Linked DNA regions of Danio rerio: region 2 is linked to region 1. Evidence: chromatin contacts called from public Micro-C data. All regions are on one chromosome and are shown on one strand. The core of a region is the stretch at or near the end of the contact, and the rest is flanking DNA. Distances in the headings are between cores, read along the strand shown.

Region 1 (3,303 bases), core at 730-3,229:
TACTCGTAGACTTCTGATTTTCTATAAAAAAAAATCAATGAAAAATAGGCCTAGACCTGAACTCTTAAAGGGTTTATATGATCTTGCCGGTAAAATTCTATCCGAAATAGTTATTTAAAAAGGAAGATGTAGGCCTAAAGTGCACTTGCACCACATAGAAATTAAAATTAGGATTGGGATAAAAGCATTGCACGTTTAATTGACCCGTTTTTAAACAATAAATACGCTGTCATATTAGAAGACGTTTAGGGTTGTAAGTGGATTTCGTATAAAATGTTTTAGACCAATTTTGCTATTGCGACTGGTAAGGTAAAAATAGCCTGAAGTCATAAGGTCAAATATTGTCTTTTGCGTTTTAATGGATGCATGTTTGAGGACGATGGTTGATAAATGAACTTAAACGAGAACGATAATTCACCCAAAACAAAATGGTGTTTGAAACCTGCTGCGTGTCCTGCTTTTAAAGCTCTTTAACTATTTTAAGGACAAGTATTACAGTATATTTCATGCGTCAAGGACTTAGTGATAGTTTTAGTGAAAGAATTAGTGACTAGTTTGTCTAAAGCGAAACAAAGCATTAATTCCAGTTCTACCATGACCACCTTTGATCGTCTTTTTTCCAGAAACACTTGTAAAAACAAGCACTGATCTAAAACAATCTCCCAAAACACTTGTTCATTGGGTGACGTGCGTCTTTCATAACACTGATGAAAAATTGTGCTGTGAGTCAGTAATATATTCCGCTTTTCAGCCAGACCTTCATAATTGACCATTCCAAACAGACCACACGTTAGAAGTTCACCGTTCAAACACATAAGCGGAGAGGTTTATTCACGGTAAATAAATACAACACTTGAGTAACCGCACAACGTAATCTTACACTTGATTTCATTGCAACGTGTATTTAAGTTGAGCATTTCTGTTAAAATGACCAGTTTGTTAGGGACATGTATAATTTAACCGATTCCAATAAAGTGCTCAAGCAAATGAATTTATTTTTTCCACATTTAAAACAGAACAGCCTTCCAAAAAAAAAAAAAAAAAATCACCTGTTCCTCCCTGGATGTCAGCAAACCAAATCGATTAACCATTTAACCCGTCGCACTTCGCCTGGCTCTTCAAAATCTTTAGATGCAGGTGGATTTGTTAATCAGAAAACAACAACGTTTTATTTGTCAAAAATTATCCGTATAAAAAAGAAAAGAAATCCCTAGCCTACAACTATTCTGAACTGCAGCCACATGGTCCAGTCGTTTCTCGCACAGCAGGCTACGACAGTATAGCCTTTATTCCGTTCGTTTCTTTTGGTCTGTATTGTTGGTCAATTTTTTTTTACATGTGAATTTCTGTTTAAAGCTTGGATGTATGTTTATGCATACATTAATGCCGAACGCGAATTGCTGTTAGGCATTTTCACAGCGGTGCGAAATATCAGCCAGAAATAATTCAAATCCTTGATATACCGACTAATGTTGGCACAAATCACTGCTTTAATAAAGCCTAAAGATGTGTCTTTGAACGGTGCAAAAGTAAAAAAACAACGAAAAAAGACCAATATGCTTGTTTCATTTCGCTGAAGCGTGTGTAGCATGCCATTTGTTGTATTTAACGATAATATTAATATTATTTAAGCTAATGTCGGCTTTTAACTTCCCTTTACCTATACAAAATTTGACTAAAGACGTCTTATACTGTAAACATGTAATATAGAACAGTTGTGGGAAAAGCCGATGCCGAAGAGACGAAATGGTTGGTGTAGCCAATGTGAGGGTGGGAATAAGCACGTAAAACAGTATACTTATACCTAAAAAAACTTTTCAGCCACTGCGTCGTGGGGTATACATGAACTGCGTGAACATAAATTATAAAAAACGGCCGTGGTCTCGACGTGTTTGAGTAAGAACAGAAGCGCAAGTGACAGTTCGTCTCGTCGAGCGCATCGTCATTACACGTGCATTTGGCGCCCTCGCTCGGGCAGGAACGTGTGGATATCTTTTCTCTTAAAGGGGAGGACAAAAGGATTTAAGGTGGAACGAACAAATCACACCAAGCGATCTTGACCCTGGCAAACAATGGTATAAATTAAATACTTACTGCTTAATAGGGTTATCTTTCTTTCCAAGGCAGATTAGATTTATTTTGATGTTGATAAAAAAAAATTGGGTTCATAAAATTGCGAAATAGCCTAGGCCTACAATTGATTTATTTGTTAACCATAAGGGATAAAAGTCAGTCCATTAGTCTATTTACGTGTATTGTTAGGCAAGGCCTAAAATTGGATACAAGTAAACGCTAGATGGTTTTACAGGAAAATTCCCTATAGCTGTATTTTTGTTTTATATAGCATAGAATAAATAACATAATTAGTATACTTCTAAAATGAAATTGTTGAGGAAATAACGGTGGTTTCTCTTTCGGCCTATGTTCGATTTTTAGTTTTTGAAAGATGCATAACTAAAAAAGTACGAAACAATTGCTATCTCATAGAAACTCAATGCTCTTCCATTATTCTATTAACGCATATGATTGGCCTATACGGCACGTGAAATATGTATATTTAAAACGCATAGAGAATTACCTTTATTGTAGGAGCAATATAATAGGCTATATATTTCTACAGAACAGTAATAAATAAGCAGTCTAAATAGCCTTGCAGGCCAATGGCCTGTCAGTAGGCGTTGTTTTAAGATGATTTTTAAAGTCGCTCCATAGGAATAGGAAAACTGAACCACAGCTCATTCAGAGGGAAGGACATCAAACTAATATGTAAAAAAAAAAAAAAAATATATATATATATATATATATATTTCCATTTGGACCTCAAAACTGTATTATAAAAGCTGCATGACAATGATTTAAAATGCATCTATTACTAAATATTCATCATATCTAGTAGGTGGTCAATAAAAATGCTGTAGACATATGAGCAACTTGGCTCGTCATTTACACAAGCTAGATGATGAGGCTTTACAGGCCTTAGTGAAACACGGTAAATCAACTGTTCCTACTGTGAATTAAACTAGTATGTTTAGCATTCAGAATAACTCCTACGTCTAAACGATTCAAAATATTTGACTTTTGACCCTATCGTAAATCCAAATAATATTCTACATGTTAGCCTATAATGTAGGCTATAATTAACAAATAAAATTGATTAAAAAAAATCTAATTTGCAGAAATGTATAAGAAATGCCAACCACTACAAGTTTTTTTCAGGTGATGAATGAGACTTTAACTAGATAAACATTGAATTTAAAACAACTATTTTTTTTACTCCACTAACATCTAGCCTAAGAAAAAAAA
Region 2 (3,719 bases), core at 1,090-3,589, 270 kb before region 1:
TTCTCTCTGTTAAACAGAAATTGGAGAAAAAAAATAAACAAGTGGTCTAATAATTTAGGGGGGCTAATAATTCTGACTTCAACTATGTGTTCATATATAAAACACCCAGCAGGCACTTGACATCAGATTGATGTTGTACCCCAATGTCATGAGGTTTTTGCATTTTGTTTGAATATGAAAATCAGGCCAACGTCAATGTCCAGCATCCGACTTAAAATCAACTAAATATCAACGTCTAATGATGTTACCGCTGTGCTGTCGCCTTACAGCAAGAAGGTCGCTGATTCGAGCCTCGGCTGGGTTATTTGGGTTTTTGTGTGTGGAGTTTGCACGTTCTCCGTGCGTTCGCGTGGGTTTCCTCCGGGTGCTTCGGTTTCCCCCACAGTCCAAAGATGTGGTACAGGTGAATTGGGTAGGCTAAATTGTTCGTTGTGTATGAGTGTGTATGGATGTTTTCCCAGAAATGAGTTGCAGCTGAAAGAGCATGCGCTGCGTAAGACATGTGCTGGATAAATTGTGCTGGCAACCCCAGATTAATAAAGGCACTAAGCCAAAAAGAAAATGAATGAATGATGTTACAGCTTGTTGTTGTGTGGAAGACCTCCATCAGATGTTACATTTCAGTTGCCATTCCTGAGGAATAAATGTCAGTATTTGACTTTAATCTGATGTTGGTTTAGGATGTTGGCTTGATGTCGGATTTTAGTCACTTTCCAACAAAACCTGAAATCAACCAATTGTCCTTAGATGCTGGTTAGACAATGAATATTGGTCACCCTTTATCACGACCTAAATCTAACCTAATATTAATGTATTATGATGTGTGCCTGCTGGGCAATACCTGAATCCACTACAGAATGTTACGTTTGCACACATTCACAAATTACATGTAAATGCATCAGCTTTTCACAGTGTAACACTCACTACTCAAGTATTTTTGAAAGGCCGACTTTTTACTCATACTTTGAGCAGTGGTGTAAAGGAACTAATTACAAATACTCAGATTACTGTAATTGAGTAGTTTTTCTCAGGAATTGTAATTTACTTAGTAGATTTAAAAATGTGTATTTTTACAAGCTTGAGTACATTTTTAGTGCTGTATTTTTACTTTTACTCCACTACTTTTCTGTTGTTTATGGAGATTAGAAAAACTGTCTTGTGATTCGTGTCCAATCAAATCACACAAAGAAGTTAAATCGCATCACAATGAACTACCTCAAGACAAGGGCGATTTATAATTTCAGCAAACAGTTTGGAAGCATTAAACATGTCCAAGATGTCTAAATTTTTACATGCATTGACCCAGAGGCTGTTTAGATGCATGTCTTTGAAAAAAAAATTAAGGATGTTTACTGTATGATGACCAAAATGGCCTTAATCAAAGACGCAAGACATCAACATCATGTCAGATTGACATTGTACCCTAACGTCAATGTCCAACCTATACCAAATATCAACGTCTAATGATGTTACAGCTTGTTGTTGTGTGGATGTTACCACTACGTCTATCAGACGTTGGATTTTGGTTTCCATACCTGACGAATAAGTGTCAGTACTTGACGTCAATGACATTGGTTTTAGATGTTGGCTGGACGTTGGATTTTGGTCACTTTCCAACACAACCTAAAATCAACCAAATATCACCGTCATTTGACGTCATTATTGGACATCAAAATAACATCCCTAGACCCTGGCTATTGAATTTTGGTCACCTGACATCACAACCTAAATCTAACCTAGTATTAACGTCTTATGATGTCGTGTGCCTGCTGGGCAATAACTAAATGCACTACAGAATGTTACGTTTACACACACATGCACAAATTACATGTAAACAAATCAGCTTTTTACAGCGTAATACTCACTAGTCACTACTCTCGAGTACTTTTGGAAGGTCTACTTTTTTTTGGAAGGTTTACTCATACTTTGAGTAATATTTACAACAGATACTTTTACTCTACTTCCACTACATTTTAAGCAAGTAATGGTACTTTTACTTGAGTATGATTTTTCAGTTCTCTTTCCACCACTCACTGACTGAGTAATATTTACAACAGATACTTTTACTCTACTTTCAACTACATTTTTAGGCAAGTAATGGTACTTTCACATGAGTATGATTTTTCAGTACTCTTTCCACCACTGGTGGGTTTTACACACATTTTTTGAGTCATTCGCAGCAGGAATGGTCAAAGTGGTTCCTGGCACCTGAAAGAGTGAAGCTCCTACGCAGCTGGTGTACTACGGTGAGTGGACAGTAGGCGTCGCTGTGTGTCTCTGCGCTGTGGCGTATGACGTTTCACTCGCTCTAATACGGAATTCCCAGTCATCTCCAGTCAAACACACACAGACTGAGCGCAGGGCCTCGACCTCACACTGCTCGACGTTACAAACACACACAGGTAAGACTAAAAATCTTTAAACACGTGTCAGGCGTCCCGGTTTGACATAAATGAAAACTAAATGGACGTGTCTGGCAATGTGTCGATAAGGAAGAGAGACATTTTTGTGATATTACACACCAGTTAAGAATAGGTAGCCATTTTACATCATTATATCTCAAAAGCCTCGGAGAATAACAGTAGTGGGTTAATAACAAATGTTTGTCTTGATTTTCAGGTTATATTTAAATGACGTACGTTTGGTTGACATTATGGTATTAATAGTTCCTCTTAGCGGCAGTTTACAAGGAAGGGTACCTGAAGCTAACGAGCTTGCTACCTAGCATTGCTAATCTATTGATGCTGTTTACAAAACAATATCGCCATATAAATGTTCATGAATTAAATACTTAGTGCGTTTAATGTGTTAAGAAGTATATTATGGAGACCTAAAGCTGTAAACAAATGCTGAGGCAAAACGAAGAGTCCTTTACACACATTCACATGAATTCTGCTGTCTCAGATGCCTACCCTAGACAGCACTTTTGGCCCAAAATGTTGTCTACTGGGTTGGCAGTTTTTGAGACATAGACATTTTAATTGGTTTTCATTAAGTTTCCTAAACCTCATGTGCCAGTGTGAGGTAAGTTTTCCTTTGAAATTATAACCTCAGTCAGGAGTTTTCAAAGTGGTTGGTTTATGAGTCATGCTAATGTTTGGGTATGTGTCAACACACATCAGTAGGTTTTATATAAATGTAAGGGGTTAAAATAGTAATGTAGTTTTGTGCAACTGTCACTCATAATGTACTATCACATTATGTTAGGGTGTTGAGAAAAATTATTTGTTGCGGTTTGTGTCTTTTTCAGAGTTTGTCTAATTTATTCTGAGCTCTTATGAATTTTTGTATTGGTGAGAGTACATACGTTTACAGAAAACACAGTAAAACGTGACAGTAGTTTATAGGACAAATGTTTTGTCAAGCATATTTTGGAAAAGAATCACTTGGCATATTACAAGATCAATTTATAATAACAACTATTTCATTGAATTTTACCAGTGCTTGTCTAAAAGCTAGATCTTATTTTGAAATTCATTAAAAAAAAAAAAAAAAAAAATATATATATATATATATATATATATATATATATATATATATATATATATATATATTTGATCACTTAAAGTTTGTACCATTTAATTATTTGTGATTATATGCTAGCAGAAGTTAACAAGTAATAGTTGACATATCTCTTGTGTGTTTTTGATATGCTTCACTAGTGCTTTGCATCAATGATTTACAGACGCTACTTGGATTCCATTCTGTTCTTGATTTCA

What was found. A called contact is a pair of places that touch in the nucleus more often than the background predicts.
Region 2: a Micro-C map of caudal fin shows a contact between it and region 1, with 11 times the contacts expected there. The contact joins the promoter of cul1b here to the enhancer-like site in region 1. A contact is called at or near these places in 5 of 18 Hi-C or Micro-C datasets (caudal fin, embryo, hematopoietic stem cells and 1 more) and 2 of 4 datasets of contacts at active chromatin or transcription factors (caudal fin and embryo).

Annotation. Positions count from the first base shown.
Region 1 is chr24:20,997,882-21,001,184 of GRCz12tu, reverse strand. All of the region lies in intron 2 of skida1 (SKI/DACH domain containing 1), which reads left to right. Among named protein-coding and RNA genes, the nearest start is that of mllt10, 13 kb to the left of the region's middle. Within about 2 kb of position 1,979, at least 41 of the 62 cell types and tissues checked have an H3K27ac peak or open chromatin away from gene starts, as enhancers often do. A contact at or near this core is called in caudal fin, where this site is marked.
Region 2 is chr24:21,268,968-21,272,686 of GRCz12tu, reverse strand. cul1b (cullin 1b) reads left to right here and starts at 2,339. Exons shown (of 22, transcript NM_213495.1): 1 at 2,339-2,402.